Linked DNA regions of Mus musculus: regions 1, 2, 4, 5, 6 and 7 are each linked to region 3. A link is a contact called in public Hi-C and promoter capture Hi-C data. All regions are on one chromosome and are shown on one strand. Each heading gives the region's core, a stretch centred on a gene start, on an enhancer-like site or on the middle of the called end of the contact. The rest is flanking DNA. Distances are from core to core; before and after follow the strand shown. Region 1 holds the start of 1810013A23Rik (RIKEN cDNA 1810013A23 gene). Region 2 holds the start of Bnip1 (BCL2/adenovirus E1B interacting protein 1). Region 3 holds the start of Nudt3 (nudix (nucleotide diphosphate linked moiety X)-type motif 3). Region 4 holds the start of Kifc5b (kinesin family member C5B). Region 5 holds the start of Cuta (cutA divalent cation tolerance homolog). Region 6 holds the start of Atp6v0e (ATPase, H+ transporting, lysosomal V0 subunit E). Region 7 holds the start of Zbtb9 (zinc finger and BTB domain containing 9).

Evidence for each region. Promoter capture Hi-C pulls out the DNA fragments that hold promoters and counts their contacts. Hi-C and Micro-C count contacts between places; a contact is called where the count stands out from the background. Capture Hi-C pulls out chosen DNA fragments and counts their contacts.
Region 1: a contact with region 3 is called in a promoter capture Hi-C map of stem cell-derived epiblast-like cells, with 2.5 times the contacts expected there. The contact joins the promoter of 1810013A23Rik here to the promoter of Nudt3 in region 3. A contact is called at or near these places in 1 of 39 promoter capture datasets (stem cell-derived epiblast-like cells) and 1 of 9 other capture datasets (adipose tissue).
Region 2: a promoter capture Hi-C map of adipose tissue shows a contact between it and region 3, with 2.8 times the contacts expected there. The contact joins the promoter of Bnip1 here to the promoter of Nudt3 in region 3. A contact is called at or near these places in 2 of 39 promoter capture datasets (cranial neural crest and liver) and 1 of 9 other capture datasets (adipose tissue).
Region 4: a contact with region 3 is called in a promoter capture Hi-C map of pre-B cells, with 5 times the contacts expected there. The contact joins the promoter of Kifc5b here to the promoter of Nudt3 in region 3. A contact is called at or near these places in 2 of 39 promoter capture datasets (hippocampal neurons and pre-B cells), 1 of 484 Hi-C or Micro-C datasets (CD4 T cells) and 1 of 115 datasets of contacts at active chromatin or transcription factors (large pre-B cells).
Region 5: a Hi-C map of LSK cells shows a contact between it and region 3, with 2.9 times the contacts expected there. The contact joins the promoter of Cuta here to the promoter of Nudt3 in region 3. A contact is called at or near these places in 8 of 39 promoter capture datasets (the 3T3-L1 cell line, the SN4741 cell line, cranial neural crest and 5 more), 4 of 484 Hi-C or Micro-C datasets (the G1E-ER4 cell line, LSK cells and cortical neurons), 6 of 115 datasets of contacts at active chromatin or transcription factors (astrocytes, cardiomyocytes, differentiating embryonic stem cells and 3 more) and 1 of 9 other capture datasets (adipose tissue).
Region 6: a promoter capture Hi-C map of pre-B cells shows a contact between it and region 3, with 3 times the contacts expected there. The contact joins the promoter of Atp6v0e here to the promoter of Nudt3 in region 3. A contact is called at or near these places in 5 of 39 promoter capture datasets (3T3-L1-derived adipocytes, the C10 cell line, the SN4741 cell line and 2 more), 1 of 484 Hi-C or Micro-C datasets (pre-B cells), 2 of 115 datasets of contacts at active chromatin or transcription factors (astrocytes and bone marrow-derived macrophages) and 1 of 9 other capture datasets (adipose tissue).
Region 7: a promoter capture Hi-C map of pre-B cells shows a contact between it and region 3, with 2.6 times the contacts expected there. The contact joins the promoter of Zbtb9 here to the promoter of Nudt3 in region 3. A contact is called at or near these places in 7 of 39 promoter capture datasets (the 3T3-L1 cell line, the C10 cell line, the SN4741 cell line and 4 more), 1 of 484 Hi-C or Micro-C datasets (embryonic stem cells) and 5 of 115 datasets of contacts at active chromatin or transcription factors (astrocytes, embryonic forebrain, embryonic midbrain and 2 more).

Annotation. Positions count from the first base shown.
Region 1 is chr17:28,269,963-28,273,856 of GRCm38.p6, reverse strand. 1810013A23Rik (RIKEN cDNA 1810013A23 gene) reads right to left here and starts at 2,149. Exons shown (of 3, transcript NR_045427.1): 1 at 1,970-2,149; 2 at 1,613-1,656; 3 at 694-886. The region is part of intron 2 of Ppard (peroxisome proliferator activator receptor delta); the gene reads right to left.
Region 2 is chr17:26,778,827-26,782,543 of GRCm38.p6, reverse strand. Bnip1 (BCL2/adenovirus E1B interacting protein 1) reads right to left here and starts at 1,465. Exons shown (of 6, transcript NM_172149.5): 1 at 1,368-1,465. The coding sequence starts at 1,451.
Region 3 is chr17:27,621,972-27,625,562 of GRCm38.p6, reverse strand. It overlaps Nudt3 (nudix (nucleotide diphosphate linked moiety X)-type motif 3), which reads left to right and starts at 2,111. Exons shown (of 5, transcript NM_019837.2): 1 at 2,111-2,476. The coding sequence starts at 2,378.
Region 4 is chr17:26,915,166-26,918,831 of GRCm38.p6, reverse strand. It overlaps Kifc5b (kinesin family member C5B), which reads right to left and starts at 1,741. Exons shown (of 11, transcript NM_053173.2): 1 at 1,547-1,741. The coding sequence starts at 1,564.
Region 5 is chr17:26,937,061-26,941,062 of GRCm38.p6, reverse strand. Cuta (cutA divalent cation tolerance homolog) reads left to right here and starts at 1,525. Exons shown (of 7, transcript NM_026307.3): 1 at 1,525-1,612; 2 at 1,695-1,746; 3 at 1,971-2,179; 4 at 2,277-2,336; 5 at 2,446-2,491; 6 at 2,596-2,645; 7 at 2,887-3,091. The coding sequence starts at 1,705. The coding sequence ends at 3,013. It overlaps Phf1 (PHD finger protein 1), which reads right to left. Exons shown (of 15, transcript NM_009343.3): 14 at 3,929-4,002; 15 at 3,155-3,783. The coding sequence ends at 3,498.
Region 6 is chr17:26,674,824-26,678,395 of GRCm38.p6, reverse strand. It overlaps Atp6v0e (ATPase, H+ transporting, lysosomal V0 subunit E), which reads right to left and starts at 2,000. Exons shown (of 4, transcript NM_025272.2): 1 at 1,818-2,000. The coding sequence starts at 1,921.
Region 7 is chr17:26,971,298-26,974,996 of GRCm38.p6, reverse strand. It overlaps Zbtb9 (zinc finger and BTB domain containing 9), which reads right to left and starts at 1,818. Exons shown (of 2, transcript NM_001005916.2): 1 at 1,683-1,818; 2 at 1-1,441. The coding sequence starts at 1,374. It overlaps Syngap1 (synaptic Ras GTPase activating protein 1 homolog (rat)), which reads right to left. Exons shown (of 19, transcript NM_001281491.2): 19 at 2,563-3,699.

The DNA of each region.
Region 1 (3,894 bases), core at 900-3,399, 650 kb before region 3:
TGTAAGCTATCTGATGTGGGGTGCTGGGACTCGAACTTGGGTCCTCTGCAGGAGTAATAACTGACCTCAAGCTCTGAGCCATCGCTCCATCCCTATTTTAACTTTGATTTCTTGAAAGTCTCATGCTGGCTAGGCATAGTGGTGCACAACTGAAATCCTAGCACTTGGGAGGCTGTGGCAGGGGGATCTCTGTGAATTCAAGGCTAGCCTGGTCTGTATAGAGAGTTCCAGGCCAGCCAGAGTTACATGGTGAGAGCCAGTCTCGGAAAGAGGGAGCGAGGGAGAGAGGGAGAGAGGGAGAGAGAGGAGATTGACTCATATAGTCTCATGCAGCTCAGTCCAGCTTTGAATTCACCAAGGATAACACTGAACTCCTGATCCTCCTATCTCTGGCATTATGGACCTGCTGACATCACACGGGCATGCTGACATCACACAGGCATGCTGACATCACACAGGCATGCTGGTACTGAGTGAAGAAGTGAAGCTTGAAGCTCTGCCTATGAGGTGACTCAGTAGGTAGGGCATGACACATGGCACTTGCCATCAAGCCTGGTGGTGCCCTGAAGTGAGCCCACATGGTAGAAGGAGAGAACAGACTCTTTCCTACAAGCTGTGCTCTGACCATCATACATGGGCACAGGCACACACAGAGATAACAACAAACAAACAAACAAACAAACAAACAAATGTACATAAGTAAGAACTTTAAAGAAAAGCATCGGCTAAGCTCCCAGGAGCAGTTGAGGAGGGTGCTGACGTAAGGAAGCCTCAGGTCAGCCTCTGTTTGCTTCTGAGCACACACCTCCTGGGGCTTTCGAGTTCCAGATAAGGGCTGCTTCACTCAGCTCTGGAAAGCAGGAAGTCCCCAAGGCTTTCCTGGTCCCTGAGAAAAGGGACAAAGCGGTTGAGTGGAGAGGCAGCGGAGCAGATGGGCTCTCCCTGCCCTAGTAGAGCACTCTAGAGATGGGAGCCCAACCATGCCCTCCACAGATCTACCCGCTAGGATCCCCCAGATTCCCTTGGCAGCCTGCACGCTCACTCAGGAGGGGGTCTGCGGATGTGACAGAGAAATAACGCCGGAAGCAGGCTACAGGGGTGACACCTGCACACCACATTAACAGGACAGTACACCTCACACACTCAGGTCACACTGGGCTCCTTCACCTCACAAGCAAGGAACCGGCTCGACACAGAATGCCGAGGACACATGCCTCTGTGCACCAGATGTTACACTGGTGACAGGGACAACCTGTAAACACTGGTTCATTCAGGAGTGCTGAAATGCAGGCTCTGAGGTGGCCATGAGCCAGGGGAAGACATCCCAGCACTTTCCCCAGCCTGCACAGAGCAACCTGTTCCTTGCCAGGACTCTCCGGCCTTGGCCTCCAACTCATGAGCTTCCCGGGAGGCCGAAGAGGGAGGACAGCACAGAACAGGCACTCGGAACGCCCAGAGAGCTGACTGTCTTGGTGCTGTGGCAATAGGCAGAGGACAAGGTGGCCCAGACAGGAAAGACAACAAACTGATTCAGCCCTAGCCACCGACTTCTCAACAATAAATGCTCTGGAGGACACCGAGGAGTGCTAGGGACAGAGTCCTCTCTACTCACCCAGGGCTCAGGAGCGGCTTCCTTGAGGATGCGGATGCTGCAAACTGGATAGAGACAGGTCTGTGGGCTGGCTGTGGGCCGCCGCAGCAGAGGCCACTCAGCCAGTCCCGGGCCACTCGGCACTCAGCTGCCCAGCCCTCTTTTCTGGAGGCCTCTACCACAGTCTCCACCCAAATCCTGGGGCTACAGCAGGTGGTAGCTCCCCACCCACCATAACCTGCTTGGCAAGGCCTTCCGCACCTTTCCCCACTGAAGCTTCCTGCTTCTCTCTTCCCCAGGAGTCCAGATCGAGGCAGGGCCTTCCTTATCTACCTGGGATTCACAGGCCAGCTTGGGAACCCTAGGCACTGACCTTACCATGGCTCACAGTCTGCTCCTTACAGCCTGCACGTCCCCGAGGGAGTAGGTGGGGGTTGGAAGGGTGCCTGCAGGATACCTTGGACACAGCCTTCCCTCTAAAAGAGGCTGAGAGCAGGCAGGGGGCCTGCAGCTAGCCCAGCGGAGGGCCTGCTTTCTACCTGAGACTGCCAGGTGCACAGGGCGCTGGGAAACACAGGGTGTGGTGTCCTGGGAGCCCTGTACTGGAGTGACCTTAGTGCTGGCCAACCACATCAGAGGTAGGACTGGCACAGGGACAAGGCAAGACTGTCCCCAAACACAAGTAAGCTTGGCTCATGAGCAGAGTGGCCTGGCCTGGGAGCTCAATCTCACGCAGCCTCGGGTCCGGAAGTGCTGTTACAGTCATGCGAAGAGGCAGCAGGGTTGAGTGGTCCCAAACCCAGGAATACTGGTTCTGAAGGTTCATCACAAAACGCTTCTTTCTTTTTTTTTTTTTTTTTTTTTTTTTGGTTTTTTGAGACAGGGTTTCTCTGTGTAGTCCTGGCTGTCCTGGAGCTCACTTTGTAGACCAGGCTGGCCTCAAACTCAGAAATCCGCCTGCCTCTGCCTCCCAAGTGCTGGGATTAAAGGCGTGCACTACCACACCCGGCTCACAAAAAAAACGTTTCTTAACTGCCATTACTCATGACATGGGAGTGATGGTCGCCAGTGGCTCGCACACGCAGAGGTCAGTCCTTCCAGGCCTCTGCTGGTACTAAAGGCATGGCCTTTAGGTGCCTTCTATACAATGGGATTTCCATTCTATAGTCCTGGCTGGCTGGGAACCCACGATCTTTCCTGAACCTGCAGGTGGCAGGCCTCCTAGGGAAAGCAACCTCCCGCCTCTGAGACAAGGTTTCTCACAGGTCTGGAGGCTGGTGAGCAGGCTAGGCTGGCCGGTATGCCCCAGAGACCCATCTCTCTCCACCTCCCCGTGCTGCGCTCGCAGGTGCACAGCCAAGCTTTTAGTGCAGGCTCTGGAAATGGAACTTAGGCCTTCACACTTCATATCAGAAAATTAAATTAAAACGAGCGTGTGGGGCCCCGTGCCTGAAACGCCATTATCAGCACAGAGATATGGGAAGATCTGGAGCCTGAGACCCTCCTTTGTCTCAGGCATCAAAAAATGAAGGAAGCAGGAAAAGTCAGTTTTTTTTCTTTTAAAATTCATAAAGTGAAAACATTCCTTTAAAATTCTGTGTGAAAGACACAGAATAATTTATAAATTGAAGGGTTTCTGGAAATTTCTGTTCCTTGTTCCCAAATCCTGACAGCCAGGGACTGCTGGGAACCTGCAGTCCTTTAGGCCCTTTCTTATGTGGCTCCAGGGGCAGGCTCCCGCAGGCACGCACGCACAGCAGCCAGAGTCCTCCTCAGGTAGAGTCACTTCCTGGCCCGGCGTGGGTGCTGAGCATGTGTAAACACACTGACCCAGGCACCAACAGCTGTGTGAGGAGACCACACAGGAAGCAGAGCCTGCAGAAGAATGAACGCTGGCAAGGTGGGAAAGGCCAAGCAGGAGGGCTAGTGGGGCAGGCAGAGCCAGTGAGCCGCACCTCGCTGAGGCATCCAGCTCTCAGATAAGGCGCAGGCCGTGGCCTTGGATCCCAGGTATAACACGTGAACCTAACTCTGAGGTTGGACTTCGGAGGGGAGACCTCGGATGGCTCAGTGGTTAAGAGCACTAACCCTCAGGCTCCATCCCCAGCGCTTGCACGGTCTCTAACTACAGTTCCAAGAAGATCTGACACCCCCTCTGGCTTTCACGCAGTACTGCATACACATGATGCTGATACACATGCAGGCAAAACACCAGTAAGTATAAGGTAAGTTAAATCGGAGTGGAAAGAGACAGAAGAAAGAGAGAGAGCACCAGAGGTCGGCAAAGTCAGTGGAGAAGCAGA
Region 2 (3,717 bases), core at 216-2,715, 840 kb after region 3:
CACTAGTAACCATAAGAACCCAAAACACATATGTCACCAGAGGCCTACCTAACAGGAAACTATGATAATATGAAGTATTATGATGCTATTACATAATTTTATATTATGATATAATATGAAAACCCAACTTTTCAAATTTTGGATATAAGGGTTTTTTTGTTTTGTTTTTTTGAAGACTCTATGTAGTACAGGCTGGCCTCAAATGCATGATGGTCCTGCTTATGCCTCCCAAGTGCTAGAGCCACTACCCTAGCAACTCTGTGTTATGTATGTATATGTATTTACATGTGCATTCTGAGGACTGAAACTAGAGCCTTGCACATGGCTAAACTTTAACTCTACTCTGAGCTAAATTTACCCCCAGCCTCTGGTAATCTCACTTGTATAAATCTTGTTTATTTTTCTAGAATTGGCCCATTTTTTTTGTTTGCACATCTCAGGAGTAAAGTTTGCGGCGTTTCTTTACCTGTTCTCTAGCTTACTCACAAAATCAACACTTCCTCACAGCACAGGATAAACTGCTAATGTGGCAGAGTGTACATCTGGCTTACCAGAGAGCACTACTCTCCATGCTCCTTTTTATAGGGGCTAGTAAAGCCAAGCTTACCCCAACAGCTAGGCACAGCCCATTTATGCAGCACTGGGGATGGCGAACCCAGTGCTGGGCAAAGTCCTCACCAGCGGAGTCACACCCCTACCCTTTCCTTATTTGCTGTCACAGCTTGTATTCTGAGCCGGTTGGGTTCTTTTTGCCAAACTCTGGAGCCATTTCTACATTCCCTGTTCTTGCTTGTGTTCCTGCACTACTGTCTCCTACTTAAGACCTGCTTCCAGATAAGCGCCTCATTTTCCAGTCTGTTTCCGGGTAGGGAAGCTCTAAAATGATTTTCCTAGGCTGGCTTTCCCCATCCAGGTCCTAATACTGGCACTGCCTGCCTTCTGACCCAGGATCTTGCACAATATTTGAATTCTTTGTTCAAAAAATTACAACCACGTCCCAGGTTAACTTAGTTAGCTTCGGGCAGGGACTGTCGGGCCAGGTGGCTTTGGGTGCCTCAGGGTCCCTAACTTAGGGAAGTGGGCGTGGGAGGCGAGCAGGGCGAGGGGTGGGGCGGGGCTACAGCCGAGAATGCGGGTGGGCGGGCTAGCCCAGCACGGCTGCAGTCCAAGGAAAGGGAGCGGCGTGTTAGGGTAACTCAGGGGTGGGCAAACCAACAGTTCACAAAAGAAAAGCCTGAAGGTCAGTGATCTCGGGGAACCGACCGAATGGTGCCTTAGGAGCCATCCTGGAACCGGACCAGGCGCGAATATTCTGGAAGATGTCAAGGCGGCCATCGAGAGCCGGACAGGAGCCTAAGAATTTGTACCTGGATAAGCGCCTTCACCTCTAGGTCGAATTTGACAATCTCTTGGTTACAGATCCGGACGTGGACATCCTGGGGAGCCGCCATGTTGGAAATGCGGCTACGGCGAGCGGCAGCAGCCAAGCTTGAACGCGTTCACGTGGCTCCTGCCCGCCTTTCCGTACTTCTTCAAATGTGATGCTGCGGGAGACCCCGTGTGGATCAAACCAGGTCAAGAGTCCAGACCTGAAACTTTTCTTGTCACGTAGAACACGCACAGCTTCTCTGGTCTGCTCCTACTAAACGGAAAAGTGGAATGTGATTATGAAGAACCATTAGAGTTGGGGTGGGGGGGAGGGGAAAATACAACTCAGGTGATGATAGGCTGGCATGCCACATGGCCTTCAGGTTTGTTCCCAGTACTAGAGATACAACAACAACCCGCTATTCTAGTGACCTTTTGGATGGAAAAAAAAAAAGGATCAATTCGGATGTCACCAAAGTTACATTTTTTTTCTTTAAAATTTAAAGCAAAATGTATACAGTAGGTATGCATTATGGAGGAAGACACAAAACTTGTAAAGGTGCAGACTTAAATACAGGTCACTGGGGCACCTCCATTAGTACAACCATGATCCTGCATTGTTGTCCTTACACATTTCTATGGCTCTGGTCCTGCCCTTTGTGTAGAATTGGATTCCAAGTATCTCATAGGAGTAGTTCTGACTGTGTGGTGTGATAGAAACAATGTCAGTGCAAACCTCAAAGAAGGGTAGTGTTTTTTAAAATTATTATTTCTTAAGCCCTCAACACCACTGGACACTTTTCCCCCACCCTCCGGGATTCTCCAGGCTCTGTCGTCTTGGATATGGGTTCCCTCTTTTTAAAATGTTTTTCTCAAACTGCACACACAGCCCCCAGTCTCCACGCCTACCTGTCCCAAAGCACCCTGTACCACCCACTTCCTAAAAGGTGCTCAGTAGCTGGCTGCAAGTATCAAAGGCCTGGATTCCAGGCTTGTAATCAGTTTCCTCAGTAGCATCACTCCTAAGTTAGGTCACCTAGAGGATGGAATGAGGTGTTGATAATGTAGCATTGAACTCAGTGCTCACTAGTTGCTATACATGTACTGTTAAGAAACACTCTGGGAGTTACTTCCCTACGTGCGGCCATTTTCTATGAAATGCTTCTGCCCAGCAGCTGCACTTGATTTGTTAGGCTATAGAAGTGGAAGGAAGAGGGGGTGGAGGACGATGACAGAACACACGGGACAGGTGAAAGGCCCTAAGTATTTTCTTTGCTTTTCTGAGGCAGGGTCTCACAGAGCCCAAGCTGGTTCCCAGCTACCTATGTAGCCAAGGATGACCTAGAACTGCTGGAATTACAGGCACTGATTAACACCGCAGCTACTAGACATGCATTTTAGCTCCACACAAGCTTTCCTATATCCTTTTTATCTGGGTGTGGTAGCATATGACTTTATCCCAGCACTCAAGGGGTAGAGGCAGGGAGATCCCCATGAGTTCCAAGCCAGCCAGGACTGTGGTGTGAAGCCTGTTTCGTCATACTGGTTATATCAGTTTACACTGCATGAGCAAAACTGTGGAAATGCCTATTTCCTTATAGCCCTACCAGCTTGGTGTGCTGACACTGGTGTTATCATTTTGTCTCTTTTTCAAAAAAACTCCTTTCTTTTGCATCTCTCATAATGAATGAGACTGAGATTAGTATTCACATGAGCTGCAGAATTTGTAGACTCTGACTTTGCTGATGGTGCTTTTTTGCCTTAAAGAGGATTTAAATTTCCATAATTTTGCATAGCATTGGGAGATCTTCATGACTCTGGACTTGGGTCTATGTTAAAAAGTCCTTCCTCTTCTACAAGGATCAGCGTGTCTGTCTACTGCTTATTCTTTAAAAACCCACTTGTATGCTTAGCCATTTTGAAATATATGTGGTTCACAGTGTGAGACGCAGAACCAGCTTCACACTTTCTAGGTTACTTAGTGGCTTCAACACTAAAGGGCCCCCCGTTTGTTTCACTTCGGTTCTGGATGCCACATTGACCATCCTGTTTTTCTGTGTATTCCAGACTACTTTCAAACTCTACTCTACTTGCCCGTCTACTCACGCTCTGAATGTTTCTATACAGAGACTTCTGTATGATAGAGGATTGAATACTTGATTTATCCTCTTCCAACTACAACATATTTCCCACCTATTTTTCTCTCACTACTTTAACATATTCTTGGTTTGTTTGTTAAGATGGGAGTCACATTCTCAATGTGACTCAGTGCCAGTAACTCCTAAGTTGTTGACAGGTCCTGCTCTGGAATCCAGTGTGTGTTTTCATTCAAGTTTCTTCTGTATTCTC
Region 3 (3,591 bases), core at 862-3,361:
TCATGGAGTCATTAACGTTAGCAGGGAGGACATCCCTTGGAAGGAAAGAGTCTTCCACTGCTAGTACTGGTTCCAGAAAATATGCATGTTATTACACAGATAAGCCTTAAGTCCACAGCAGTCATTGACATTCATGAAGGCTCACACCGGGGCCCTGTCCCAGGGGCAGGAACCCTGTCACTTTGTCCCCACCAAGGTTACACCAGGCTCAGCAAGGGACTAAGAAGGGTCCTGGGTAAAGCAACATTTATGGAAGCTATAAATCAAATGGGACTCTCAAATTCTGAAGAGTATCCACAAGAAGCATCAATAGGCATAATTCTAGTTTGTTATGTCTGTCTGTGTGCAGTGCCTACAGAATCCAGGTGTTGAGACTGGAGTTACAGGTGGTGGGGAGCCACCTCATATGGGTACTAAGGACCAGACTGGGATCTTCTTCAAGACTAGTAAGTGTTCTTAACTGCTGAGCCCCTTTGGGACGGGGTTTCATGTAGCCTAGGCTAACCTCAAACTTGCTGTGTAACCACAGATGGCCTTGAATTCTTGATTTTCCTGCCTCTGTCTCCACAGTGCTTGGATTACTGCCATTGCCTAGTTAATTTGGAATCTAGAGTTTCATACAAACTAGGCAAATTTCAGTTTTAAATTGTATTTAGCTATTACTGATAACGCCCAGTGCTTTCTGCTTCCTGGACACTTGGACATTTTCAGGCGCTCCTATCCCTGAGGCACCTTTTCAGCCAGACTTTTTACATTTTTACTTTATTGGTGTTTTGGCTGTATATATATCTGTGTGAAGGAGCCAACAGACAGTTGTGAGCTACTCTGTATGGTACCATGTGAACTACCATATACTGGGAATTGAATCAGGGTCCTCTGGAAGAACAGCCAGTGTTCTTAATCACTGAGCCATCCCTCCAGCCCCTTCATTTAGTTTTTAAAGAAGTTAGAATATGTGTGGACACATATGTCATAGAGCACATGTAGCGGTGAAGCTTGTGGGAGTTGGTTCTCTCCTTTCGCTATGTGTGCCAGGGATCTAGCTCAGGTGGTCAGGCTCCATGGCCAGTGCCCTTTTAAACTGACACATCTCTTGGGCCCCTCTAGATTATTAATGAAGTATACTACATACAAGATGATTAAAACAGGTAACGGGGACCCGTCAGATATCCCAGAAAGGTCATTTGCAGCCAGGCCTGACCACTTAAATTCAGTCTCCTGGTCCTCTGTGGTGGGAGAAAATGGATTCGTTTAAGTTGCCCTCTGACCTCACAGAAGCAATCATGGCGCACACACCTGTCCCCACAAACGTACGCTGTGCGCTTTGGGATTTATTTATAAATCTTGAATATCTTGACAGAATTTTCTAAACGTTTAGCACACGGTAATGGTGCCCGTTTTGTTGCAGGAACGCTGTAGCCCACTTTCACGTCCTCTAAGAGGGTCATCCCAGTGTTATAGTCACGGCCAGAAACCATATTTCATGATTTACGTACGTGTGCTGTGCACACTCTTACAGTCTCTCCCTTTCTGCTCCTGTTTAAGAGGATGGCGTTCTCTCTTTTCTTTCCTTCCTTTTTTATTTTCTTTTTTGCAGTGCTGAGGTTCGAACCCAGTCCCTCAAGCATGTCGCCAGGCAAGTGGCAGCTTTTGCCTTTTTTGCACAAATGGCTGCAGGACGCACATATGTCCAGACAGCTACCAACTGACCGCAAAGAGCAGCCCCGCCCCGCCCCACTCCTGATCCCCAGCAGCTAAGGTTGACAGTCTGCGGCGAGGGACAGCAGAGCGGCGCTGTCACTCTCCCTGTCATCTGAGCGGCGCGACCTTGGATCGGGCTGGGCCGCTCAGCCGGTGACCTTGGGCGGGCCCCTGCTCTCTGCCCAGCGGCGCCCGGGACCGTGGGGTCGCGGGTGGTGCCCACGCGCCGCGCCTCACCCGGCTTCCGCCATCCCCAGCCCTACGCTGTCTGCGTAGCAGCCGCGCCAGCTTCCGCGGCCTTCAGTGCAGACGCTCTCCCGCGCCGGGCGCGATTCCGGAACGCCGTCCGCGCTGCGCACGCGCGGCCGTCCGGCGAGCCCGCGTGCCTTACGCAGCTGACGCAGCGCGTCCAAAATGGCGGCGCGGTCGTCGTCGGGGGCGGCGGCGGTAGAGGGGGCGGTGGCGGTGGCGACGGCGGCCGTGACGGCGGCGCAGGGCCTGGGCCGGGGGCAATGAGGCTGTCCCGCCGCGGAGCCGTGTAGCGGACACACAGACCCTCCTCCCCGCCCTCTCGATCGAGCCTGGGGCGCGCGCGCGCGCGGCCGCCCGCCTGCAGCAGGCTCCCCTTCCCTGGACTCCGAGGCCCCGCACGGCACCCCCCACCCGGGCCCGGAGGATGATGAAGCTCAAGTCGAACCAGACCCGCACCTACGACGGCGACGGCTACAAGAAGCGGGCCGCGTGCCTGTGCTTCCGCAGCGAGAGCGAGGAGGAGGTGAGGCGCCCTGCCGGGGGTCGGCGGCGCCCGACGGGGTTTCCTGGGGAGAAGGGGGGGTGGGGAGCGGAGTGGAGAGGGCCCGGGGCAGCGGGATGCCATCCCGCGGCGGGCCGTCGGGGGTTGGCCGCCGTTCGCCCGGGGCAGTGGCTAGGCAGCTCGGCGCTCGGCACACGTGCATGGGGCGCAGGCCGGCCTTTGTGGCGGAGCGGAGGGCCGCTCCCTCCCTCCCTCCCTCCCCGCAGGGTTGCTGCTGGCCGAGGGGAGGTGGCTGCGGGCGAGCACTGGCAGCGACAAGCCGGGGCCAGCCGTTCGATTCTAACGTTGAGCTGCTGAGTCCGTATGGTTGGAGCCTGAAAAGAAAGGGCACTGGACACGGTTGTCGTCGAGGTTGTTATTCATATTGACCGGAACACTTCACGACCATCAAAAGCTGTATTTATGAAGATCTCTGTCCCGACGTTTCTCTGCTGTGCCCAATAGGATGAGTCGTAGGGTAAGCTAGGATAATAGAACGTTTTAGAGTCTTGTTCCTTTTTCCTTAAGGAACTTAAAAAAAAATTTTTTTTTCGGCTTCACAAAGCCGTTTCTGTGGTGATGAAGCGAGATTCATGAAAGGCGCGTGGTTTGTAAATCCACAAAGAATAGCTGCTTTGGAAATTCATAAAATGCCTGTGGGGACACATTGCTGTCGTGTGTGTGCATGGTGGTAAGATGGCAGTTCGCTTGAAAACAATGAAGGGCAGTGAAACTGAGTATGTTTTATCCCGGCCCTCGGCGGTGGGCTGGGGTGGCAAGCCTGCAGTACGGTGCATCGTGTTGAAATGGGCGACAGGAACTTGACCCGTTAGTTATGAAAGGCTCTGATGAAAGGGAGGATGGACTACCAGGAATCACTGTCCGGTAGATACTCAGGAGGAGGAAGAGGAGGAGGAGGAGGGGGAATTTAAATGAAATGACGGCCTGAAGAAAATCCGTGAAAGCATTCTTTGTGCTGTTGAGGGATTGCAAAACAGGAGTTTTGGAAATGTATACTTTGTTACTTTCCTTCATTACCAAAGGTCCCCGAAAGACGCGCTTTGTAAGTAAGCAAGGTCAAGTTTTAAATGATGCGC
Region 4 (3,666 bases), core at 492-2,991, 710 kb after region 3:
AAGACCCTATTTCAAAAAACAAAAACCCAACTTTATTACTAATTGAAAAGCACTACTAGCCGGGCGTAGTGGTGCACGCCTTTAATCCCAGCACTCGGGAGGCAGAGGCAGGAGGTTTTCTGAGTTTGAGGCCAGCCTGGTCTACAGAGTAAATTCCAGGACAGCCAGGGCTACACAGGGAAAACAACTACCACTACCACCCAAAAAAACCCCAACAAAACCAAACAAAACAACAACAAAAAATCAGCAAGCAAACCCTGCTATACTTGGGCATGCTACCAGCTTCAGGTTACTAGATCAAATATATATTGCTTCTTTTGGGTTTGTTTTCCTCTTTTTTTTTTTTTTTTTTTTTTTTTTTTTTTTTTGGAGACAATGTATCAATGGCCTGAATCTCCAAGCTCTGGTCTGAGCCTCCTCACAGGTGACCTCAGGTGCACAACGGACCTCAGGATGGTTTGTTGCTTTTGGTTCAGGGGATTATAGACCCAGGTGTGTTTCTTGGATGCTCCCTAGCACTGCACCACAGACCTCTTCCTTCCAGTTTTAACTCGTACCTTAATGTTGCTCCTCCTAGCTTTCTTCTTCCCCTTCCATCTGCTTGAACCTTTACAGTCCTTCACTCCCTCCCAATAGAGATACAAATTGTATTATGTCTGTCTCCCCAGGGACTGTCAGCTCACTGGTAGCTAGGACTCCTGTCTCCTACATAAGTACAGCTGTGCAGGGCCAGAAGATGCTTGGCAAATACTGCAGGAACAAATCTGAGAAAAACTATTTTACTTTTTAACTGTCACCTGTCACAGTGCAGTGCTCTCCCTTTTGGCTGTGAGTATACCAGAAAGTCTCTTCAAGCTGAACACCGACTGTGAGTCAGTCTAGACTGAAATGCTGGTAAACAAAGAATGCAGGCCGGTCTTTCCTGACACCAGAGAGATCAGTCCATTAATTACCACACACATACGCCTCAGATGCTTGTGGTGGAGAAGGGCACCCCCATAAACTAGTCAGCAGTCCAAATGAGCAAAAGGAAGAGGCAGGCGAGGGAATAAGGATCCTCTGGGCCGATGCCCCCATTTCTCCTCTCCCCTTCCTCTATCTCGATCCAGCAGCAACACAACAGGATATCAGCAAGAAATGTACTTTGCGGACAAGCGACAAGGCTTCTCTCAGAACCCTCGCTTCTCCCACAAGGCGATCTGCAAGAACTGAGAAGCACAAACATGTCGAATCCGCTTGAGAATTCGAAATGGGAAATGCTGGAGGGGGATAAGGGACACGGGATGGTAGCGCCTGCACGACTGGAATGGCGGACCAACGTCGCAGCGACTGTCCTGGGACCTCGCCGTGTGTGTGTGTGTGTGTGTGTGTGTGTGTGTGTGTGTGTGTGTGCCCTCACTGACTCGGCCGCTGGTGTCCTGGGCGCGAGGCGGTGCGACCCTCCCCTGCAGGACGGCTTGCCCCGACCTGTCCCCGGGACTCGGGTCTCCGGGCGGCCGGCCTGCGTCCTCCGCTATTGGCGCCAGGCCGTCACCGCCGCACTCACCTGCGCCTGCACGTCCATGGTGGTCCGCACAGGAAGGGATGCAAAGGCAGCAGGCAGGGTGACGAGACCCGCGTCCTCTCAAGGGCTCGCGCCGCAAAACGTCGGAGCCAGGCCAATTCGCCAGGCCAATCGGCCAAGCCAATCCGCCACACCAGTCACTTTTGAATTTCAACCTCCGCGCAGTCAACGCACTTCAATCCGCAGAGGCCAATCCGCGCCGGCGCTGCGGTCGCGAGCCAATCACGGCGCCCTCCGCCTCCGGGGCCACGCCCCCTGAGTCGCGACTCTTCTAGTCCGCCGGAGCAAGAGAACTAGACCCCTTGGATCCTACTTCCGGATCCGCTCTTCCTTATTTCTCCCTCTCCCCCTCCGGAGCGCGGAGCTAGGCCTCTGGTTGCGTCAGAAGTGCGCGTGTGTGGAGGAGTGGCGTGGGGGAGGCAATACGCATGTGCAAAGGTGCCTGAGCGGTGTCGGGGCGGAGCGAGCGCCACCTAGCGGCTGCTGCTGAACCTGCACACCTCCTCGACAAACCTGTAGACTGGAGACTGTTAAACCGAGGTTGCTCTTGGTCCGCTTTCTCAGGTCCGAAAAGTGGGAGCTGGTTGATGGCGCTGACCTGTCCTCAAAAAAGAAAAAAAGTAAAAGAAAAATTGGAGCCCATATCTGGAGATGTAATAAAGTCATAAGTCTAGAGCAGGTCCGGGAGGATAGCAAACTGGTTATCCCTGAAACTCATATAATGTGGAAGGTGAGAACTAATTCGCCACAAAGTTTTCTGTGCCCCTCCTGCCTCCAATAATATATATTATACATAAACAATATGTATTATATACATAAACATATCTTTACACATATACATAATATATACTCAATAATACCTATTATATATAAGCATATATAATATATATAAATAACATAAATTATATATTTATTTTGTTTTTTCGAGATTGGGTTTCTCTGTGTAGCCCTGATTGTCTTGGAATTCTATTTGTAGAACAGGCTGGCCTTGAACTTAGAGATGCCAGGGCTACCCTGTGCCACCATGCCCAGGTCAATAAACAATCTTTTAGATTAAAAAATCAAAACAAAACTATAAGCCAGGCTTGGTGGCACACACCTTTAATCCCAGTTCCCAGTACTCAGAATGCAGAGGCAGACAGATCTCTTGAGTTCAAGGCCAACCGGGTCTACAAAGTAAATTCCAGGGCAGCCAGGGCTTTGTAGAGAATCCCTGTCTTAAATAAAGAAATACACACATGCATACCTGCATACATACATACATACATACATACATACATACATACATACACACATACATACATAACTGGGTAAATAAACAGTATGTTTCTTGACACCAAGTTGTAAATCTACAGCCCTCTTACTTGAGATGTTTCCAAGTCTACAAATGTTAATGAGGGAACACTAAAAAATTTCTGGTTATAATTTTACAAACTGGTTATAATTTTAAACTAGACAGTATTTCCCTAGTGACTTTCTAGAAAAAAAGCAAAAGTTTTATTGTGTGATAGAATATGAGTTTGTCTTCTACTGAAACCTGTTTTGGGAGTTTATCTTTCTTGGCATGAAGCTTGACAGCAAGGTAAACCAACCTGTGAGATTTTACACATGGGATGGACTGACCTGGCCCCTGCAGCCTTGGGATAGGAGCTGGCTCAGGAAGGACTCTGATGCAGCCAGAGCTCCAAGGCTATCAGCTCTGAGAAGGACACATCTGGACAGCAAAGGGAAAACAAATATCTTCCTTATGTATCAATTAGAATAACAGAGGTTTACCCCCAGCCAGCCCAGGATCCTCACAGTATGTGATCTCAGTGGCTTCTTTGGGGGCTAGGTCAGTCTTCAGCTGTCAGGCAGAGCAGCTGGAGACTGCAGCAGCCACACCCAGAAGGTCTGAGAGATTTTTCTGCAGAGAAAGAACTTGGGAGAACGGACTCACCTTGGTGAAACAGTCAACCCAACAACTTGGGCAGGCCCTGCCAGCAGGCAGTTCTTTGCCCAGTGGTCAGTAGTACCACACTTGAAGCGAGCTCCAGGGGAGTGAGTTGCTGCAAATCTTCTTTGGAGACAGCCTCCTGCTGCTATCAGGAGCTGGTATTTGT
Region 5 (4,002 bases), core at 276-2,775, 680 kb after region 3:
TCACCACCTCACCCCCCCCCCACCTCCATACTCAACAAATTGGGTCTCACAGATCCAAATCTAGAAGGAAAGAGACCTCTGAGCTCAGACCCCACCCCCTAAATTAAAGAAAGGAGTCAGGGACCAGAATATGAGACTCTAGTGTCAGCAAGGTTCTCCAGACCCATGTTAATCTTATTCGAACCCTGGACTTGTAGTTTGGGAGACCCAAAACAGAGACCTAGACCCAAAGAAAAAGATGAAGCCAATATTAGAAAGTGCCCCAGGCCAGAATTAAATTTTAGAATCTAGCTAGAGGTAAGAAACCCCACATTCGTATCTCAAAGAAACTGCAAACTTGGGGATGAAGGAGGAGACATTCGGCTGACCCAAAGATGAAGATGACCACATAGAGATCTAAAATACATTACATCTGAAAGATGTGAGTTAGTGACCGATTGCGAGGTTCAATTTCCTGAAACAACTCCCCAGGTAACCCAGACCCTAGGAAGGGCCCAAATATTGGACCCCCACCCCCACAGGACCCAAATATTGGACCCCCAACCCCTCACCTACACACACAAGGATCTCTGAGAACCCCCCCCCCAACTCAAGAAAATGCAGAAGCCTAACAGGAGCCACCCATGCCAAGGACCCCAGACCTTGGAGGGAGGGCTAATATTTGGGCGGCAGGGCCCTTTTTCCTGCTGTCTCCACCCTCTTCTCTGTCCTCTCACTGGTCCCCTCTCCATTTTTGGGTCACTGGATGTGTTTAGGCTCCAGGGAGGTTATGTAGGGCAGGTCCTGGTTCCTTGGGGGAATGGATGAAGGTAAGGAGACCCAAGACCGAGAGGTGGGCCAGTCCTGGGGAGAAGAGTCAGCAAGGGGGAAAGAACAGGGTCACACTCTGAACTCTAACTTGCAACTCTCATTTCTCCTCTCCACTCATTTGTCAGCCTCTGTCCGAAGCTTTGGGCTCTGGGTATCTTCCATCACCCACTAGCCCATTTACAGGTGTCACCCAGTGCTTTGAAAAGGTGTCTTTCCTCTCCCAGCCACGGCAGTGCCAGGTCTGAGCCTGCCTGATCACTGCCCCCTACCCAGGGACAGCTGGCTTCTCAGCTCGGTGCTAACGCAAGGGCGGTGGCGGGGGGTGGGGGGAACTGTCCCCACCCAAGGCTGCCTGTCAGCGCGGGGAGGGAGGGGGGCTGTTACTAGGCACACTCCGGAGCTCAGGACAACTCCCCGGCCCCAGCCTGACGCAGCGACAGCGCGGGTCGCCAGGTCTCACGTCACGTGGACCGCGAGGCCGGCCAGCAATTGGCCTCCGCTCGCTGCTCCTGAGGCGGCGCCGCCTGAAAGGACAGGCCTCATCACGTGACGGCGGGTCGCCGCAGCGGCGTTCCCCTGCCAGCAACCGGTTGAGGATTCACGGAAATGGGCGGGCCGCTGGGGCGCACGACCTCAGATAAAGCTGCCGATTGGTCGGAGGGCTCGACGCCACGCCCACTTAAGAGGGCGGGGCTACCGGGCCACTTGAGGGCCGGGATTGGCCAGGTCTGGAGACTCCGGGAAGGCAGGGCTGCTCCTGTCACGTGGTGCACACTGTTTTCGCGTCACGTGGCTACTGCAGGTAAGAGGCGGCCGCTCCGCCGGGGCTCGGGGTCCTTCGTCCGTGCAATGAGCGGCCATTGATTTCTTCTTTTCTCTACCAGCGCGGGCTGCATGAACTGGGGGCGGGCGCCCGGCGTCTTGCTCGGCGGAGGGGTGAGTCTGGCCCCGCCTTTTCCGGTCTCGAAGTCTCACCCAGCTTCTGCAGCGGAACAGAGGAGCTGTCCCAAGTTTCTTTTAAGTTTCAGGGACATTTTTTTTTTTCTTCCTGGTGCAGAAAAGGCAGCGCAGAGGCTTGGTGTCTGCCCCAGAAGGCAGCCCAGGTGCAATTTCCTGGGGCAGTTGTGGGGACACTGAATCCGCCCTCCCCCCTGCTCCAGGCCACTCTGCTCCTGTCGTTTCTTTGGATGCCAGCGCTACTGCCGGTGGCTTCCCGCCTTCTGTTGCTACCCCGAGCTCTGCTGTCAATGGCTTCTGGAAGCCCTCCGTCCCAGCCCCCTCCGGCCTCGGGCTCCGGCTACGTTCCAGGATCAGTCTCTGCAGCCTTTGTCACTTGTCCCAACGAAAAAGTCGCCAAGGAGATCGCCAGGTGGGGACCTCGGCCAGATGACCTAGAGAGAGCGTTGGGGTTAGGGGAAGGGTGCTGTTTCCGGGTCGTGCACACTCTGATCTCGCTTCACCCTCAGGGCAGTGGTAGAGAAGCGTCTGGCAGCCTGCGTCAACCTCATCCCGCAGATCACATCCATGTGAGTTGTCAGTTAGAAACGGAAATCTACCCGGAGGGGCTGAGAGCTTTTTCTGGGAGAAATCTTCCTTTCCCAAGACTTTGTTCCCTTCTTTCTCTGACCTCTTCAGCTATGAATGGAAAGGAAAGATCGAGGAAGATAGTGAGGTGCTGATGGTGAGAAAATTCCCCCCCTGCCTGGCTCCTTTGACAACTCTGGCCCTCTCCTGACACCAGTTCTCTACCCCGTTGGTTGAACTATGTCTGTCTTTGCCCTTTAGATGATTAAAACCCAAAGCTCCCTGGTCCCTGCTCTGACAGAGTTTGTTCGGTAAGAACTTTGAGATTTTCTTTTGGTGGTGGTGGTGGGGCTGGGGGATGAACCAGGCAGGGCCTTGAGTATTTCAGGCAAACACTCTGCCACTGAGTGAGAAGAAACCCCGCTCCCCGCCTCCCCTCCCCCAAGCGCTGAGGTGGACACTGTGTGGTGGAACTTACTGGGGAGTCCAGGGCTGGTGTCTTAGGGGGTGTATCTTTGGGTGTCCAAATAACCTCGCCCTATCACTTCGCAGATCTGTGCACCCTTATGAAGTGGCCGAAGTGATTGCACTGCCTGTGGAGCAGGGAAATCCCCCGTACCTGCACTGGGTGCACCAGGTCACAGAATCGGTTTCAAATTCTGGCACAGCCCTACCATGAGGAGCCCTGTTCCTGTTTTAATGCCCCCTGGCTTCCATGTGATGACCGAACCCCCAATAAATCCTCTCCTGCTCCTGATGCCTTTTCTCTGTGACATGGATGTGGTCGGGAAGATCGAGAGCGCCTCTTGTCAATCTTTCAAAATGACTCATGCCTACTAGGTTTATTTATCTTTATTACAGTCATACAGTCTGGAATCCTGGACCACCCAAACCCCCCCCCCCAATCTCTAATCCCAGGGGTTAAATAGTCTTAAAAAATTATCTCAAAAGCTGTAACAAAATAACATCAAAGGAAATGAGGGGGGGCATTAGGAGTCATGAAGGGGCAGAGAAGAGGACCTCTTCACTCCCCTGGATTCCAGCCTGGGCAGGAGGGAGAACCACTCCCCATCTCTCCAGGTACATCCCAGCTGTAGGTGAGGTCAGAGGTCAGGGCATGAAAGTGCCAGTGTGTGAATGGGGAGGGGAGCAGAAGCAGGCTGTCAGAAGATGCCCCCCCCTCCCCACTCAACTAGGTACTGCACAGAGCCGTCAGGCCGCACTCTTCGAGCAAGGACCCTCACAGGGTCCCCTCGGGACAGGTAGCTAACCCCACCTCGGACTCCTCCCCCAGTCCCCGGAGACAGACTACGGCACAAGGGAGAAGGGGGTGAATGTCTGGAAAAGCCTGGGGTCAGGGCTGGGACCGAGGAAGATGAGGCCGTCACTGAGTGGGGTGAACTTTTAGGGGTGTCTGTGGGGAAGCCAATGTGAAGTCCCAGAGGTGACCTGGAAGACAGAGGACAAACAGTGAGACCAGACAGGCCTGAGAGATGTGGGTGGGTGGCAGGAGGGCGGGCAGGACTGATGCTAGTCTGGGCTTCAGAGACTAAAGCCTGAAAGGAGGGAACTGGTGTCGACGGGATAGACTCACCTATCTGGGGGTTCACTGTCCCCAGAGGTCCCTGCAGTGCTGGCAGAAGGGTGGAAGGAGGCGAACATCCGGAT
Region 6 (3,572 bases), core at 751-3,250, 950 kb after region 3:
GACTGTGGTGAGCACCAGGGGTTTCATTACTCTGCATAACAGGAGGGGCACCTGATGCCAGGATGGGGAGAACAGAGTTTTAAGAAAGGAGTGGCCCAAACTAGGCACGTTAATGAAAGCTATTCTGGGATGAAGGCCAGAAAGACAGACAGTGGTGGAACGGAACAGGGTTGGTTTAAACACAACAGAGACATTTTGTTGTCTAACTCCAAGAGGAAAAAAAAAGTGTCTAAATGGACTCAGTACTCAGTTACTACAAATTACTTTGATAACTGCAGAGCCCAGATACCACATCAGCTGCTGTAAACCGCAGATGACGCTGTAGGACTGTTACTGAGAAGTGGAGCCTCCCTGATGCTTGCAAAGGACAGATATTCACCTATCATTTCCCTTTCAAAAGCCATTTAATTGCGACCTGGAGAGATGGCTCTTTGGTTAAGTACACTTGCTCTTCCAGAAGACCTAGATTCAAGTCCCAGCACCCACGTGACAGCTAATGACCATCTGTAACTCCAATTCCAAGGGATCCAAATGCCTCTGTGGACATTGCACGCATGATGCCCTTACATACATGCAGCTATACACTTATATACATAAAATAATACATACATCTTTAAAAGTGCTTTCTTAGGCTAATAGAAAAAACACTGTTAAAAGTCAGTGTATTCCAGACAGTAATAGAAGCCAATATCACAAAACAGTAAAACTTCAGCTGGGCGTGGTGGCGCACACCTTTAATCCCAGCACTTGGGAGGCAGAGGCAGGTGGATTTCTGAGTTTGAGCTAGCCTGGTCTACACAGTGAGTTCCAGGATGGCCAGGGCTACACAGAGAAACCTTATCTTGACCCCCCCCCCAAACAAACAAACAAACCCCCCAAAGCCCCCCCAAAACAAAGAAACCCACAGTAAAACTTTCTCTAATCAAAATGGCCCACTCAGTAAACATTGTCTACTCTACAAAGTGTTGTGGAGCTAAACACTATGTACCCACCATTCAGTGTCTAACCATTAAAGCAAGAGACGTTTCTGACACACTACTACTTAAGATCAAGTGTCACCTCCACATGATCTTGAGTGAGAGGGAAAAAATTACTTAATTCAAAAGAGGAACTAGAAAGAGGGTGCCCTAGGCTCCTCTGAAAAGGTTTGTTTTTACACTGCAATACAGAAGTTTATCTCCAAACAGAGAAAACGGTATTCTGCAAACCTTAGATGGGGGAATGAAAATCTTGGCCAACCACTGTAAATACTGTTTACAAGTAAGGGCAGGAGCGCCCTGGAAGGTATGACGCAGAGGTTTCTACACAATGCCTTCAGCTCTGGGTGATTTAACCTCGTTTAGATCAGGCTCACCCTGGCTTGGGTTGGGCCCACTAGCTGCAAAGGCTGAACTTAACGCTCTGCATCAAGCTTGTCTGAGTCCGAAACTGCGACAGCAAGGGGGCGAGAGGGAGATTTCTGTTCTCAGATCCCTTTCTTTGAGGTTTAGGCAAAAAGCCTCCCGTGCATCAAAGACAGAACCAAAGCAGCGACAGTGGCTTGGGAGGCGCCCTAATTTCTCTTCAGTCGAAGTGCACACTTTTAGTCCATCAAGACAAAAAGCACTCCCTAAAATTCACTTCCGGGAGGGGCCGCCAAAGGTGACCTCACCCTCCAGCCGGGGACGTTGACAGGCTCTGAGGAGCGCATGCGGTCCTCCCCTCTGTGGTCCACCCCGCCTCATCCTCCCGCCGTAGTCCTCCACGTACGATCCTTCTCTCCGTGATCCTCCCACCGGGGTCCTCCGCTCCCACCACCTTGGACCTGGCGCACTTACCCCCGGTTAGGACCCTTGGGGATAAACCAGGGCACGAGGAGGCCCACGAAGCCCCAGAACACGCTCATCACGATCAAAGGCACAGTAAGGCCGTGGTATGCCATGCCTGCGCCCCAGCAGCCGAATCGGTCCGGAGCCTCGCTCTCGTCCCACCCGGAAGTGTCAACAGAGGCTCACGTGATCGGCGCGCTAAAGCCCCGCCCTTTGCGCGCGGCGTGACTCGACCGTCGGACTCCGCCCCTTAGACTAGAGCCCCGCCCTTACCTGGCTAGTCTCAAGGCTGTGGTTCCATGGGGCTTGACTGAGATGAACCTCCAGCCACCGGGGAGGGGACCAGCAGAGTTTTCTGGAAAGAACTTAGGCCCATTTTGGTGATGTGTCATTTACAGTTTTATCTATATTTTACGCGCAGACATAAATAAGTAAAACCTACAATAGTGGACTACTGTTCTAGAGTCTTGTATGCTAGGCTCCTGCTTTGCATTCTTCCATAGCCCATGAACTACTCACAATCGCCATCTCTGCTGCAAGTGAAGAATCACAGTCGCATTGTAAGTAACTTCACGGTTGTAAGGCTCTTAATCGTTGGTGCTGCTGTGTGTCTTGTACAGAGTGCCAGGGTCTGAGTTACAGAAGTAAATCTGACAGCCATCTGAGAGAGGTCACATCTCCAGAGAAGATGGACAGCTGAGGATGACCAGGCCCTACTTTGCATTCCCGCCAGTTGTCACAACAGTTTCAATAAGAATAGGAATTATCGGGGCTGGTGAGATGGCTCAGCAGGTAAGAGCACCCGACTGCTCTTCCAAAGGTCCTTAGTTCAAATCCCAGCAACCACATGGTGGCTCACAACCATCTGTAACAAGATCTGATTCCCTCTTCTGGTGTGTCTGAAGACAGCTACAGTGTACTTACATATAATAAATAAATAAATCTTAAAAAAAAAAAGAATAGGAATTATCACCGGGCATCGTGGAACACGCCTTTAATCCCAGCACTCAGGAGGCAGAGGCAGGCAGATTTCTGAGTTCGAAGCCAGCCTGCTCTACAGAGTGAGTACCAGGACAGCCAGGGCTACACAGGGAAACCCTGTCTCGAAACAAACAAACAAACAAACAAGAATAGGAATTAGCCAGAAATATCATTGTGGCTCGCCAGAATTGTAGGCTCATTGCACCATGAACTTCCTGAGACACAGAGGAGGGGAGCAATTCTTGGAGGTTTTTTTTTCCCTTGGGGCCAGGGACTTGCTATGAGGAACACAACAGCTCCCAAATGCTGGGATTGCCAGTGAAGCACCATGCTGAGCTGAGGTTGGTTTTGCAGAAGCTTGCAGACAGAGCAAGATGAAAAGGGAGATCTGGCAGCTGAATCCAGTGTGCTGGCTGTGGATCCATTTCCCCGTAGTAGCCACCTCTCCTGATTTCTTCATCAAGTAGAATGGATTCCTGAATTAATTGGACCCTTCAGCAGCTGTACCATCTTTGCAAATGATTTTCAGACTTTAACTGAGCCAGCTGTAGTGGCCGCATACTTTTAATCCCAGAATTTAGAAGGTGAAGGCTGGCAGAACCATGCAGTTAGGAACAGGCCAAACTAGACTCAGAACTCAATTTGAAGTGGAGGTCCATCTATTGGTCATGTCTTGATAGTCACTCAGCTCACCATTAGTAATCTGAAATAATTTGTTTCTTTAAAATAGTCATGTAATTTATGTCAGGTGATGGTGGTACACACCTTTAAAAGCAACACTCA
Region 7 (3,699 bases), core at 569-3,068, 650 kb after region 3:
GTAAGTCCAGTGGTAAGTGGGCCAGCCCTGGCCCTTGCATAAGTCCCGGTGGCGAAGGAAGAAGGCCTGGACACGGAATCGACGGCCACAATGGGGACACGCATGCAGAGCTCTCGCATGGGTCTTCATGTGCTCTGTTAGATGATGCTTCAACTTGAAACGTTTATTACAGATGCCACATCCAAAAGGGCGAAGGCTGAACGTCAACATGATGTGTCGGTCTCGTTTCGGCTTTACTGCAAACCGTTTTCCACACAAGCAAGCAAAGCACTTCCCATCTGCAGGGGGTGTCCCTCCTAGCTTCACAGGCCCATGCATAGCCTGCCCTGTTCCTCCAGGTCCTCCATCCCCTGACAGGATTTCATTCCCATGAAGATCCACTGGTTTCCACGATGGATCTCCTGCCCCAGACGATTCCCCTCCTCCTGAGGACAGCAAGTATCTCAGCTCCTCCTTCTCCTCAGAGTCCTCTCCAGATAGTACTTTGGTCTTTTCCTTTGTGCCTCTTGCTATCTCCTCCTTACACTCAACGTTTTCCTGATTCACATATAAGATTTGGGAAGCTTGTACAGGAGGGGCAGGAGGATCTACTGTTGAGCTCTCATCCTCTGAAGGCTTGCTGGGAAGAGCAGGTGTAGGCAATGGGTGGGATCCACAAGCTTGGGAAACCCCTCCCGACACTCTCTCCGGCTGAGGAGTCTGAAAGAGTGGAGCTGCTGACCCCTGCTCCTCTTCCTCCTCTACTTTCACCTGAATCTGTAACATTCCTTCTAGTTCACTCCCCTCCCCTCCAGCGGGGCTCTCAGGGAGAACAGAATTCTCTGTAGAAGCAGAGGAGCGTACTGGGTTCTGGAAAGGGGAAGAGCGAATGCACCAGCCTCCTGAAGATGTTGTGGAAATAAGTGTGAGGCTGGAGGCTCTTCCACCGGCTGAAATCCCACCAGACGTTTCTAGTTCTCGAAGAATCTCTGAGCACCGATCTACCACTTGCCACATCTGAAGGCCGCTGGCTACAAGGAGATGGGCAGGGAGGGCATCCAGCGGCAGGTGGAGGCTTCCTGAATAAATGAGCTGAAGCAGTCCCTCGAACGCATCGGCCTCGATGACATTCGGTAAAGTCAGTCGGGGCGCATCCCCCAAAAGCAGCTTGTCATGGAAGTAAGGAGAGGCAGCAGCCAACACTGCTTTGTGAGCCCTAAGTTCCCTGCCCTGAACCAGGAGGGACACATCACAGAACTTTCCCTCCAGCCTGTGGCGGTTCAGGGATTCCAGCAGCGAAGAGCTATGATGAGGGAACTCAATGTGGATTGTCTGTGGGGCTGGGTTGCATCTCGGAGATGAGGATGCGGGAGGCAAAGGAGTCGAAGCATCCATGGCTACCTCGGGAAGAGAAATAAATCCCGGGGAGTCGGGCAGTGCAGGGTTCTATACGGGGTGAAGGCTGCGGAGGAAAGAGACTGGGGTCACACAAGTTCGGGGTATGAGACCTGTCTCAAGCCGCTCGCCACCGACCCTTGAAAACTCTTCGGTGACAAGCTTCTGTATATTAGTTCCGCCCACCAGGAAACCCAACAAAACACCAGGGTTTACACCTCCAGGCCCAGCGGAAGCTAAGGAGGGAAGGGATGGCGCCCCACCTCGCCGGCTCCGGTCGCCCTCCGCCACCGCTCGCCCCTCCTCACCGTGCTCGCTCCGGCCGGCTCAGTGAGCTCCGGCCCCGCGACGTCCCACCGACACGCCCCCACCGCACGCGCGACCGCGTCGGAGCACCTCAACCGCCAGTGCGCCTGGCCGGCCGGAAGCTACCGCAGTTCCGCCGGACGCCAATGCGGCCAGGCACGGAGGGCGGGACCAGTTCTGCAGCCAATGGGAGAGCGGCAGCCTACAAGCCGTCTCCTCATTGGCTGTGCGGACGGAGGGCCGGGGCTTGGGGAGGGCGGCGGAAGTGGAAGGCGGTTCCCTCAGTTCTGGAGTAGCAGTGAGGGGAGCCACGGGCTCCGCAGTAAGGCTTGCTTCCCTCGTCCCGCCGCGCGAGGTAGGTGCTGCTGCCCTCCGCGTGCACGCGGGACAACCGGGTCTGAAGTCTGGAGCGCACGCTTGCTGAGGACCTGGGTCCTTTCCTCCATTTCGCAGAGGAGCGTCCTCACAATTAAGCCCTAAGTCAAGAGGGTCTTGCACAGACCCTGCACTTGGAGTCTTTGGGGCGCTAAAGCGAGTCCAGTGCTGCGGCGGAGAGAGAGCGGGAGTGTGAGTTTCACCAGGAAGACCCTGCGGTATATATTGTTCTCCTGACTGGGTGGTATAGTGTGTAATGTAAGAGGACTGTTCTTTCCAAAAGTAGTCCCTGTCACCCTTCAGGTCGTTCTGGAGACCCCGGGCTAAAAAGTCGGCCCAACGCCGGGGGAGGCAGCACTTAGTCCCAGCACTTTGGAGGCAGGGGCAGGCAGATCTCTTGAGTTCAATCAAGGCCACCCTGGTCTACAGAGTTCCAGGCCAGCCAGAGCCACACAAGGAGACTCTCTGTCTTGAAAATCCAAAAATAAATAAAAGTCAGCCCAGTGATAAAAGAACAATCTCCGTTTATTAAACATGATTTTTCTGTTTCACCACACACTCCAGAAAAGAAAAGAAAAAAAAAAAAAGGAAATGGGCCTGGGAGTGGGAGAAAAGGGGGGGCAGTGGTGGGGGACCAAGAGTCTGGGAGCAGGGGCAGGAAGGAGAACGAGTAAACAAACAGCAAAAAAAAAAAAAAAAAAAAAGAGTAAGAAGATCTTCTCCCTACTCTTAAGGTGGTGGGTGGGGAGGGAAGTGAGGGGTGGGGCTAGGGAGCCAGGAAGCTCTGTACAGAGGGGTCGCCTCCCAGCCCCCCTCCCCAATTATGTACAGTACAAACCCCAGATAATTACAACAGCCAAAGAGGAGGGAGGAGGTTCAAGGGTAAGGCCTGATGGGGAAAGCAGAGGAAAGGGCATGGGATAAAATTTCACATATTTACAACTTTTATATAAGTATAAATTTGGCCCCGGCTGGGTGGGTGTATGTAGAGGGTTAGACCGAAGGAGAGCTGTCCATACAAAAGAAAGATCGAGTCTGGAGTCTGGGAAGAATTCTCAATACCAAACGCAAGGAGTGAAGAGACAAGGCTGGGTAGGGGGCAGCAGTCAGAGAAGAGGGGGTACCCGGGAGGGGTTTCTCCCCTTCCATGGCCTACCCACCCCAAACCCCATCCATCCTACCTCCCCTATACCGCCAGAGAGCTATGTACAGAAAAACACCGAAAAAGCATGGAGCTGGCGGGAGGGAGGGAGACTGGGTGAGGGTGAGGGTGAGAGGGAAGCCCAGCCCTGTCCTACCTCCCCCAGGGGACAGAGTCATGTAAGGGGGCCCCCAAACACCCATCCTCCAACACAGGTCCCCCCATCCTGGGGGAGAGAGACATGGCTTTTCCTAGAGTAAGTTCCCCCCTCCCCATGGGAGTAGAGACAAGAGAGGGAAGGGGTAGAGGGCTGGCTGCATGTCAGGGTAGGGCAGATCAGCTAGTCTGTCCCTCCACAACCCAACACACATGGCCTCCTATACCCTAACCCCCTCATCCAAACCTCAATTCCACCCCACCCAACACACTGGGGGAGGGGGGGGCATAAGCCCCCTCACCCCGCTCTGGGACCAGCCAAGAGCAGATCAGGTGTGGGAAGAAGG